Regions from separate parts of the Sus scrofa genome. Here all the other regions are linked to region 3. The links are chromatin contacts, called in public HiChIP or PLAC-seq maps. All regions are on one chromosome and are shown on one strand. Each heading gives the region's core, a stretch centred on a gene start, on an enhancer-like site or on the middle of the called end of the contact. The rest is flanking DNA. Distances are from core to core; before and after follow the strand shown.

Region 1 (3,766 bases), core at 458-2,957, 370 kb before region 3:
GAAAATAAAAAGAAAGTTGGCTTTGGAGTCAACCCAATCTGGATTCCATGTAAGGCTATGACACTTTCTGTATAATTCTAGGTAAATGCCATAATCTCACTGAGCCTCAATTTACTAATCTGTAAAATGGGGATAGAATGCACATTGTAAAGTCAGTATGAGAATAATACAATATCAGAAAGCAGGGAGTCTGGAGTTCCCGTCGTGGCTCAGTGGTTAACGAATCTAACTAGGAACCATGAGATTGTGGATGCGATCCCTGGCCTTGCTCAGTGGGTTAAGGATCCCGAGTTGCTGTGAGCTGTGGTGTCGGTTGCAGATGTGGCTCAGATCCCAAGTTGCTGTGCTCTGGCGTAGGCCGGCAGCAACAGCTCAGATTAGACCCCTAGCCTTGGAACGTCCATATGCCCTGGGAGTGGCCCTAGAAAAGGCAAAAAGTCAAAAAAAAAAAAAAAAAAAAAAGAAAAAAAGAAAAAAGGAAAAGAAAGAAAGAAAGAAGAAAGCAGGGAGTCTGGTACATAATAGGAATTTCTTAAATAAATAACAATTTTCCTTTGCTTCCTCCTAAAAATGACAAAGCTCAAGATTTAATCATTAAAATCTATAAACAGTTACAGTTGCAAAGGACCCATTCAGGTCCCAATCAACCTTCCAGACACCCCACATTAAGAAATGAAAATTTGGGGGGGAACCCTATAATTTTATCATCCTAGTACCACAGCTGTTTCCATTTTTGTTATGGTCTGGCTTTTATACAAAGGGTCACATTTTCTCCACAGCTTCAGTCAGGGTGCATTCATCACAAAGGTACTAGAAGATTTATTCCAGGTGATAGTGGGAAGCTGCTGAAGAAGAAATGGAAGGCTGCGGAGGTGTTAAAGTTCTCTGAAGATATTGTTCAAACCTTTCTCCAGCACAGAAACTCGACAAAGAACTCCTCTGCAGTTTTCGTTACCCAGGGCTGTTTCTTTAAATTGTTTGACGTCAGAGAAGGAATGCTATAGCAACAGTCTGTCAAACTGGAATTAACTCAGAAGAAAGATGGGGGTGGGGAGAGGAAAATTGCTCCCGGGCGGTACTGACTTCAGAGGAAGCAAATTTGGTAGATGCATTCATTTTATGACATTTTAAACATAAAACACCCAGAGAAATGTGGGAAAAGTCGGTTGCATGTGATGTTTTAACTCATGCAGAGACAAGTGACTTGATGGGGTTATCTGGAAGGCCTCCTTTCATCAGTGACAATAGTAACAACTTCCAAGCATTGATTATTTATTCAGAGGTAGGCTCTGTTTAAATGTTATCTCATTAAAAATTTTAGCACCTTTATGAGGCAGATACACTATCCCTATTTCGCCGGTGAAACTAAGGCCCTGAGACGGTACAGGATCACAAAACTAGCGACATTAGAGCTGGGATTGCAGTGCAATTTTGTAAGACTCTGGGCTTCAGTTTACTCTCTTACATTTAAAATTCCAGAAATGTTAAACCTAAGCGGGACCTTGAGATCTTCTAAGTCAGCCCCCCTGCCCTACCCTCAAGCAAACTGAGGCCTGTACTGTGCCGGGAAGGAAAACTGGCCAACCCACTTGGGCGCTACTCAGAAGTGTGCTCCGTCGTCCAGGCGCTGCACCAAGAAAACGAAACTGCCTGGGAATTAATGTTTTTCTTCTCCTTCTAGCAGGAAACGAGATAGAAAATAGGAAGCAGAAGCTGTGCGCAGCGCCAGCTGCCTTCGCCCCCTGCCCAGGCCGCGCACGCTCAGGGGTCTGCGCGCGCCCGCGCCGCGTCCCCGCGGGACCCGCGCGCCTCGTGCCTCGCGCCTCGCGCCTCAAGCCACGTCCCCGCCCCGGCCCCGCGCGCCGCAGAGTTGGCTGCTGGGCGGCGCGGGCCTGGGTGTGGTCGGCGGATCTCCGCGGCGTTGGTCTCGGCGGTGCGCTGCGCTGCGCTCCGCACGCCCGGTCCGTGCGCCAGGAGCTGCGAGGCGCCCAGCCGACCCTCGGACGCCGGGTCCAAGCCGGCCCGAGCTCCCTCCAGGTAGGCGGCTGCCGCGCAAGCTGCGGCTGGTCGGTGCGCCCCGCGGGGGCATCTCGGGCTTCCTGCAGGGGGGCGTGAGGCGCCGCGAGGCTGCCCCGGCGGAACTCGGCCCTGGAGGCGGCCCGGGTCCGGCAGAGTTCCTCCTGACCCGAGGATTGGGAGCTCCGGTCGGCGAACCCTGCCTGGGAGGACGGGGCGGGCGCGCCTCGGTGGCGCTCTAGTGCAGGGACCGGCCGTTTGGCCGCAGCTTCGGACACTTCCTAGGCCCTTGGGACCGCTCGCTCTGGGCAGCGAGGGGGTGAGCCATGGTCCCTGGGCTTTCGACCCCTAGGTGCCTCTCCGCACCCCGAGGTCCCTTCGGGGCACTGGAACGCGAGCTGGTGTTTGTCCTGAGGATAGCGATTATTCAGGGCTGCCCAAAAGGGTTATTGGGTCGAGAGCCCTGGGAGAGCTCATAAAAGTTCTCCACTGAGTGCTAAAAATGAGTCCATTAGTTTCGTGTTAAATTTATTTTGGAAATATGATGCACAGTAAGGGGGGGTGTTAAGAATTTTGAATACTTTTAAGTTCAACACATGATAAAATGTTTTCCTTTTCTCTCCACGTTCTTTTTCTGCTTCAGAACACAAATAATTTCCTTGTGCTTTGATATTTATTGCTCTTCCGTCGGTAAAGGAAGATAGAATTCCCAAAAGTTTAAAAACAGGCTTAAATTTGTTTATAGAAGCAGTTTGTTATTTTGCATCTCTCTCTTCCCTTTTTTCCTACTCCTTCCCTTTCTCTTTTAATAAAGGGTGTGGACGCATCTTTCTCCCTCCACTGGCAGAATAGCTCGGTCTGTGAATTAGCACCCTACTGGAAAGTTTTCTTAAGACATTCGGCATTGAATTGTTGATTAGAACGCTTTACTATCGGTCCATCTTAGTGTTGCAAACTGAGATTGTGACCTTTAAGTGTGTCTTTTAGAACAGAAACAGAGCACACTCTCCTTCTTTAAGATGAAAGAGAAGTCATTTCTAGTCGCCAAGGAAAACAATAGTCTGTATAGGTAAAGTTGTATGCTTTGAATCTCTTCGCCATTGCATATTTTTATTTTTTAGACTTTTCAGTGTGGGGCTTTTGGTTTATTACTGATCCTGGGCTCTGAAAGTTTATTGTATATTTCAGTATTTGGTTACAGATCATTTAAAGACTTTACATGTTGCATTTTGGTTTGTAGATGAATTTGAAAGTGAAATAGGAACTTTAAAAATATCATTTTATTAAATGTCTTTTAATTCTCTTGTATACACACATTTATGAAATTATTTAATCTGAGTGTGATACATTTATGTTCATGTCTGTGAGCCATAGGTGTTATTTAGGAGATTGTTCTGAGTTAGCCTTTGTTAACTTACAGAATTGCTTCTTTTATTATTTTTTCCAGCTTTATTGAGATATTAACATGACATTGTGTAAGTGTAAGGTATACAATGTGATGATTTAATATACATATAAATTACAAAATGATTACCATAATAAGGTTAGTTAATACATCCATCACCTCATGTAATTACTTTTGTGTGTGTGTGTGTCTGTGCATGTGCACGTATGTGGTGAGGACATTTAACATCTCTTTTAGCAACTTTCAAGTATGCAATACAGTATTGTTAATACAAGTATTGTTAACTATAGTCACCATGCTGTACATTAAATCCCCAGAACTTACTAACCTTATAAACGGAAGTTT
Region 2 (3,929 bases), core at 803-3,302, 450 kb before region 3:
ACTTTAAGATATATTCCTCTACATAAGCAAATGAGACATAGGATATTTATTGTGAATATCTAAATCATATATGAATATGCTGTGGTTATATACTTGAAGAACGGCTTATGGAGAAACAACCAAAAACCTTTTTTTTTTTTTTTTTTAAGTGGGAAAGGGTTTTACTGAAATGCCTTTTCTTTATCCCAGAGGTTCCTATTTCCCATTTACTAGAAAGTTAGGTAACTCTAGGCTAGCTACTTAATCTTTTCTAAACCTCATTTTCCTCTTTAATAATACAGGGATAAGCAGTACCATCCCCCACGGTTGTTGTTGATTAAGTTCATGCATGTGTTAAATGCAACAGCAAGCCTCTGGAACAGTTCTTGGTACACAGCATGCACTCAATAAATGTTAACGTTCGCATTATTGGTATCTATTTCTACCTTAATCACATTAAACAATGCCTTGTAAGGAATTACTCAGTGGGTAGCCTTTAGGTCCTTGGATCAGTGAACCTGAAAGTCAATACAGTCAGTAGCCTTCATGAGGCAAAGGCACATAGATCCAGTTTTTCTGTCAGGACTGCATCTTCAGATGGGAGAGAAGTAAATCATGAAGATCCACTAGGCTTTCTTCAAAGTAAAAATGGGAAACTACTAACTCTCACATTTGAGAAATTAAAACTAAGAACATATACAGGGAAGGAGGGGGTGAGGGTCAGTGTGTCACCTGAGACTCAAGCTTCATTTCAAAACTACTAAGAACTTTAAAAACCTTATTTTCATATCCTACCTATAAAACCTCTTCAGAAACAATATCCTTACTAAACACAACAACAAGACCAACATTTTGGGTTAGGAAATCATATAACTCAGTGCTTCACCTAGGTATCTTGCAAAAAAACGGAGGCTCTAATTCAGTATTTTCTAAAGAGCTTACAAGTGAAGCTGATGCTATTGATCTTTGGCTCATACTTTGAGTAGCAAGTGTAGCATTACCCCCCCTTAACCTTCACAATCATCCCAATGGGTAGGAATTTTCATTCCACAAACGAATCGTCTGAAGTTGGGAAAAGTTAAACAACTTGCCCAAGGCAAAGAGTTTAATAAAAAGTGAGGCTGATATTACAACCCAGGTGGATGTAAGCCCCAGCCCGCGGAAATCTTTCACTATACCGCGCACCCCACTCATTCTTAAATTACCCATATCTCTATACTAACCCTGAGCAGACCCGCCCACGAATAACTCTGGAGAATCCACAGTCAACATATATGCAGGAGTTATTGAAAGGTGAGGCAGCATGAGTGCGGAGCGCGGACGGAGAGGAGGCTGCGTCCGGAGTGGCCGCCACTCCTCCAATCAGTTCCAACCCTCGCGGCTCGCTTTGCCATCTCCCCGACGCCGCGAAAACCCGCGGTCCACACTAGCTAACTGCCGGGACCTCCCAAGTTTAAACACGCAAGCACGCACACCCCAACAGAGCCGACTGCCTGAGAAGAGCCCCTGAGCCGGCCAATCCAGTCGCGGCTCGCCGGGCCGGGCCCCCGAGGGGAGCTGTCCGCCCAGCCCCGGGGCGGCGTGCACCCCCAAAAACCGGTTCCCCGGCGGGCGGAAACTGGAAGAGGCCCCAGGGGGCGGCGACTCCGGGCGCCCGGGGCGATCGTGGAGCCGGGTGGGCTCCGGGGGCGGGCAAAGCGCGGGGCGGGGATGGGGCGGGGAGGCCGGGGTCCCGAGAGGGGGAGACCGGAAGGGCCGCCGGGGAGGGGAGGGGAGGGGAGGGCTGGGGGCGGCGGTTACGAACCCCACACGCTAAAAAGGCGCGCTCTCGAGCAGCCGCACTCACTCACCTCCCCCGTACACCCCGCCGCTCATGGCTGCTGTTGACGCGACTCCTACGCTAAAGGACACCAGGCGAAGCGACCGCAACCGCCGCGACTACAGATCCGGAGACGCTCTAGCCCCCGACCCTCTTAACTTCCACCGCCACCCCCCTCAGGCAACAAAGCGGCGTCCACACACCCCGGAGCGCAGTCACACTTGCTGGCTCCCCTTAGCAGCCAATCACAAGAGGCCCGGCTATATTTCAACCAATAAGAACGAGGCTCTGCCGCGCTCCCCGTCGCGGCACAGCCAGTTTAGCCAATTGAAAACAGCCATGGGGGCGGGGAGAATGGAAAGCGACGGAAGGAGAGGAGTTGAGTTGCGGAACTGGGGGGGGCGGAGCTTCCCGAAAGGGCCCGAGAGTGGGGCGGAGGGAGCGGGAGAGGGAGGAGGCAGGCTGTCGGCAAGAGTATGGGGCCGGACCAGGGGGTGAGGCTGCGCGTGGAGGAGCGGTGGGAATCCGGCAAATCCAGATAAACCTCTAGAAGGGGGTCTGGAATCCTCTCCATGCGATAGTTCCGACGGCTTTGGATATTGGTGAATGAAGAATTTTTTTAAAGCTATTTTCAACGAATTTATGTTGAAAATATTAACGTGCCATGCGCCAGTTTGGGGTAGGGAGAATCTGTAAATCGGACAAACCGATAGGACCGTGAAGTTTTTTAAATGGTTATGAATAGTTGAAAGAAGGGAATGATACAGTATCCCGCTAAATTTAGGTAGCACTTTACAAGTTGTTTTTCAAAGTGTCATAAATTTCTTTTATCCTCTGAGCCAGGTGTAAAGCAATATAGTCAATCCTCCTCCAAGCGATCACCTAATCCTAAATACATCTCCAACCTGTCTATTTCTACTGGTACAGATCACCGTTGTCGCTCCTCTGGATTACTACAATAACTTGTCGCCTTGCCCTTTTAGCCATTTTGCAGGCGGCTTGATTTATGAAAATACCCAAAGCATGGTCATGTCGCTCCAGCTAAAATTCTTAAGATCAGTTGTATGTCTTCATGGTTCTTGGTCTGCCTAGAGTCTAGACATATAGGTACCTCTTATCTTAAGAACAGTTGAATAAAGCCGCATCAGTCTCAGTGCCAGCAGCAAGGCTGAAAGTGATAGTAGGGTGGGGAACAAGGTTAGGGAGAAAACCCTTCCCTATTTACTTAGTGTAATGGCAGTATACCTGATCATTTAGAAATTCCCGTTTACCCAATGAGACAATGCAGAAGTCAGCAAACTATGGCCCCAGGGCCAAATCCAGACTACTTTGTTTTTGTGTGGCTGTTGAGCTATTAATGACTGTTCCAGTTAAAAAAAAATTAATAATTTTAAGAAAAATATTTCGTGACGTGAAAATTATGTAAAATTCACATTTATCTAATGATAAGCTGTTTTACTGGAATATGTTTGTGGCTGCTTTTTTGTCTGAAGGGCAGTGTTGAGTTTTAGTACAGAGGCCATAGCTGGAGGCTATATTTACTATTGGATCACTTATAGGGAGAGTTTCCTGACCCCAGTGACAATGCATGTAACACATCTAACACATCTAGTACCATGCACAAAGTACTCTGGGTTAACTGTGGCCCCATGATTACAGTTCTCACTGCAGATACATACATACATACTGTAAATAAAATTCTGTCTCCACTCTGTTTTTATGTTGTGTTTAATAAAGCCGATGAGTTATAAAATAAGATATATGGAATTCTTGTCGTGGCTCAGCAGAAATGAACCTGACTAGTATTCATGAGGGTGCAGGTTCAAGCCCTGGCTTCGCTCAGTGGGTTAAGGATCTGGCGTTGCCATGAGCTGTCGTGTAGGTCACTGACACAGCTCTGATCTGGTGTTGCTGTGGCTGTGGCATGGGCCAGAGGCTACAGCTCAGATTCAACCCCTAGCCTGGGAACCTCCATATGCCCTGGATGTGACCCTAAAAAGACCAATAAATAAATATCAAAATATTTGGTAATAGCTAAATTTTGAAGAGAAAACTAGTTGTGTGTATAATACACAATAATCCATTTCTATCAATTTCCCATTTAAATTCCATGTAATTCTTATATAGGAAT
Region 3 (4,127 bases), core at 772-3,271:
ATTAAAGAAACAATTCCATTTACCATGATATCAAAAAGAATAAAATACCTGGGAAAAAAAACCTACCTAAGGAGGTAAAAACCTGTACTCCAAAAACTGTAAGACATTGATGAAAGAAACTGAAGATGATACAAACAGATGGAAAGATACACTGCGTTCATGGATTTCCAATAAATATTGTAAAAAGAACTGTACTACCCAAGACTATCTACAGATTTAAAGCAATCACTATCAAAATACCAATGGCATTCTTCACAAACTAGAAAAACTAATTACACAAATACCCTGAAGAGCCCAAACAATCTTGAAAGAACAGAGCTGGAAGTATCATGCTCCATGTCTTCAGGCTATACTACAGTAATCAGAACAGTATGGTACTGGCACAGAAACAGACACATAGATCAATGGACCAGGATAGAGAACGCGGAAATAAATTTCACACTTACATTGCCAATTAATCTATGACAACTGAGACAAGAATACACAATGGGGAAAAGACAGCCTCTTCAATAAATGGTGTTGGGAAAACTGGACAGCTACATGCAGACAAATCAAACTGGACTATTTTGGAGTTCCGGTAGTGGCACAGTGGTTAAGGAATCTGACTAGGAACCATGAGGTTGCGGGTTTAATCCCTGCCCTCGCTCAGTGGTTTAAGGATCTGGCATTGCCCTGAGCTGTGGTGTAGGTTGAAGATGTGGCTGGGATCCCACGTTACTGTGGCACTGGTGTAGGCCGGCGGCTACAGCTCCGATTAGACCCCTAGCCTGGGAACCTCCATATGCCACGGGAAGCGGCCGTAGAAAAGGGGGAAGAAAAAAAAAAAAAAAACTGGACTATTTAAAAACAATGTGGTCATTTAAAAATTTGGCACAAAGTACGTATACATAAACAGAAGCTTAGTTCAGAAAAACTCTTGTTTTCTACCTAGGCATGATGAATTACACTGCACAAATAGCCTGTGTACATTAGCAGTGGTTGCGATTTTTAAAGCATCATTGTATATATTAAGTTATTTCTAGAAAACACTCTATTTGGTTTGTTGGTGATAGTATTGGATGGCGTGCTTCAGCCAAAGAAAAAGCCTCAATTTGCTGCAGTAGTTTGCCTACAACTATTAGGACACATCTTGCTGTATGTAGATCTCCTTGACATTTTAATTAATTATTAAAAAATAAACACAACTTGTGAATGTACTTAATATCACTGAACTGAACATTTAAAATGGTGAAAATGATAAATTTATGTTATGTATATTTTACCCCCCCTCCCAGAAAATATTCTTATTGTATTCTTATTGGAGAATTTACTAGTTAATACCATTTTAGAGCTGGAATTCTCTCGACTCATCTCTCAGTGTCGTCCCTGAAAGCGTTGAGGTTTACTATGAGAGGATGTGACATTTTAGTCTTAAATGTCTCTTCCTGGTCTTTTCTGTCTTGCAGGTGAGGCTGAGGGGACGGGGAGCAGCGCGAGCAAGAGAAAGTCATCTCTATCTTGCCAGCTTTGGGTGCTGGGGAGGGTGTGTGTGTGTGTGTGTGTGTGTGTGTGTTTCTCGAGTCGGAGGGTGGGGGGAATTCTTATGTGATTGGAATTCTTTATCCTGGAAGAAGGTGCAGTTTCAAGGTTCTGCCGCAGGAGTTTAAAGGATCCTGGATATTTTGGCAGCTCCTCTCAGTCGCCTGAGCCGGCAATCAGCAGACTGAAGGCGGGGCTGGAATGAAAACAGTTGGGATCTCAATGACTGGAGGTGAAAGTTGCAAAAACTCTGTTCAGGTTTCTGCTCTGTATCAACTTTCCAGGTTATATGATAAACAGCTTTTAGGGTCCGCGGTGGTGTATCAGCCCTCTGACTTGTGCCTTTGTTCCTCAGTGCCCCTGCGCTCACAGTCCCCGCACATGCCCAGCGCGCACCGCACCCGCCCGGGATGCTGGAGCCGCTGCCGCCGCCGCTACTGCGGCCGTCGCCTGGCCTGCTCCACCAAGGACATGCGCACTGGCGACGCCGGGCCGGCGCCTTCAGTCTCCTCCTCCGCCGCCTCCCGGTTCCGCAGTCACTTCCTGCAGCTGTTTCCCTGTGGGTCCGGTAGCACTGACTTTTGACAGTCAGCCTTCAGCTGCGGAGGGGGCTTGCCTGGGCCAGCTGAGAAAGTTGCGCGGAGGGAGGCAGAGTTGAACCCGGCGGAGACGAACCAGGCAGATTCGAGCGCGCAGGACGGACGGCGGCGGGTGGCCGGGGAAGACGCGGCGCCTAGACTCCGTCGAGTCCCGGGGGTTCCGGTAAGTGCGGGGTATCGCGAGCCTCGGGGAATATAGGACGAGCCCAGAAGCTAAGGGACTAGCGGTTCCTTTCCGGTGCGGTCTTTCCACCTGTGCTCCACGTGACAGGTTTGCGCTGCTTTTATTTATCTGGTTGTTTTTAAGCATTTCACGTGTACTGTTTGGATCATCTAGGCGTGCAGCTGCCTTGGCCCTCGAGCTTGCCCCCGCCCCGTGGGAGACCGGGGATTCCATCTTTCGTGATGGCATCCTTATGGGATTGAGGTGCGTGCGTGTGAATGTATGTGTGTGTGCGCGCTTCTGTATTATGCATGCACATTTTAGGAATGTAGGGTATATGTGGGCGATACTGAAGTACATGTAGCTTTGATTCCAATATGTGAAAGGTTCCCTAGGATTAGGAACCGTCGTAGCTGAGACTGGAAAACATTCGCCAATTCACCCAGGCCTTTTCTCCCCCAGATTCTTGCGTTCTTTTGGGTCTTCTTTATGCGATGTACCTTACCTCAACTAATTATTTTTCTATTTTCCTCTTTCTCATTCCTTCTCTCTGCCTTCTGATGACCTCTGAATAATGCTCACCGTCTTTCCCTCATTTCCAGAATTTCCAGTTACAGACTTCCCTAGTTTGCTGAGGGTGCTGGTAACCTGTTTCTTTATTGTGTTCTCTTTCCTCAGAAGATTTTTCCGAATGAGAAAGTGGTTGTCTTTAATACAGTATGTGAAGAGTAGGCCCCAGTCTGATCATTATAACTATGCTATGATCTTTCGTTTTCCTTAAACAGGGTACTCTGTGAAGCTTTGGTTTTCTTTATTGTTCCTTCAATCCCTTCCACACCGGGTCATTAACCATCGTAAGTCCTTCATTTATGCCACTTTAAGCGTCAAATTGAACGGCTTTTATGATCTGAGGAATATTTTATTTATATCATTCATCAAGTTAGTTTCTTTTAATCTAATGCAGTAGTTGAACACAGCCGCATTTGCTTTGAGTCTCTTTATGTTCCACCATTCGTGCTTTCGTTTTACTACAGAAGGCTTCGTTTTACTACTTCTTGTAGATTTTAGTTTTATGCTACTGTTAAAAAATTTTTTTAAAGCATAGTAATATCTGATGTAATTGTCCTGCACACATTCTTTCGGGGTAGTTGACATCATTTTTATTGTTACATATTATAAGAAAAAATTTTAGACTATGTAGCTTTTCTTCAAACGTTGTAAAGGTAAAATGTGATAATAGGTAAGTTTGTTCTTGGCCAGAATTTTTTCTTGGGGAGGTTATCAGGCCTTTATTTCGACGGAAACCTGTAGAAGATACTGGAGGAGCCCCATGCTATTTCCTCAAGTGGGAGTGAGCTTTCATAAAACAAGTCCAGACATGTCTAGGCGATTGGTAGCATTTGATTTTCTGTTTATATTGCTGATTTTCTTTATCCAGATATTTTGACACCCTCTGCCCCCATTTCTTTTCTGAGTTGACAGTTTGTCATTGGCACTTTGGTATCAGTATGTCTCTTTACAGGTGGTATGCATAGTCTTTTAATATTATGAAGTATTATAATTAGGAAGTTAAACTTTTTTAAAAAGTGGCCTTTCTCTCCTTAGTTTTCCTTTTTAAAGTATCCATATCTGCCTTTGCTTTCTGAATGTCTTTGATTTAATTGAGAGAATAATATGATTGTAGAGAACCTGACTTTTTAAATGTTCTGAATCTGTATTGCTTTATTAAAAAAATTCTCTCAGAGGTATGGACAACATACTTCTGCTTGAGAATAAAATATTATTGTTCTTCTAAATATTATATTTAATGAGAAGTATTGTTAAATACTATGCTAATAATTTATGTA

Evidence for each region. HiChIP or PLAC-seq counts read pairs in DNA pulled down with a chosen protein or histone mark.
Region 1: a contact with region 3 is called in an H3K27ac HiChIP or PLAC-seq map of alveolar macrophages. The contact joins the promoter of GNB4 here to the promoter of ZMAT3 in region 3. A contact is called at or near these places in 1 of 5 promoter capture datasets (fetal liver) and 1 of 2 datasets of contacts at active chromatin or transcription factors (alveolar macrophages).
Region 2: an H3K27ac HiChIP or PLAC-seq map of alveolar macrophages shows a contact between it and region 3. The contact joins the promoter of ACTL6A here to the promoter of ZMAT3 in region 3. A contact is called at or near these places in 2 of 5 promoter capture datasets (fetal liver and liver), 2 of 47 Hi-C or Micro-C datasets (embryonic fibroblasts and omental adipose tissue) and 2 of 2 datasets of contacts at active chromatin or transcription factors (alveolar macrophages and skeletal muscle).

What each region holds. Positions count from the first base shown.
Region 1 is chr13:117,511,328-117,515,093 of Sscrofa11.1, reverse strand. GNB4 (guanine nucleotide-binding protein subunit beta-4) reads left to right here and starts at 1,707. Exons shown (of 10, transcript XM_021069860.1): 1 at 1,707-2,037.
Region 2 is chr13:117,596,538-117,600,466 of Sscrofa11.1, reverse strand. ACTL6A (actin-like protein 6A) reads right to left here and starts at 2,052. Exons shown (of 14, transcript XM_003132545.5): 1 at 1,830-2,052. The coding sequence starts at 1,854.
Region 3 is chr13:117,145,533-117,149,659 of Sscrofa11.1, reverse strand. It overlaps ZMAT3 (zinc finger matrin-type protein 3), which reads left to right and starts at 2,021. Exons shown (of 7, transcript XM_021069855.1): 1 at 2,021-2,280; 2 at 2,455-2,544.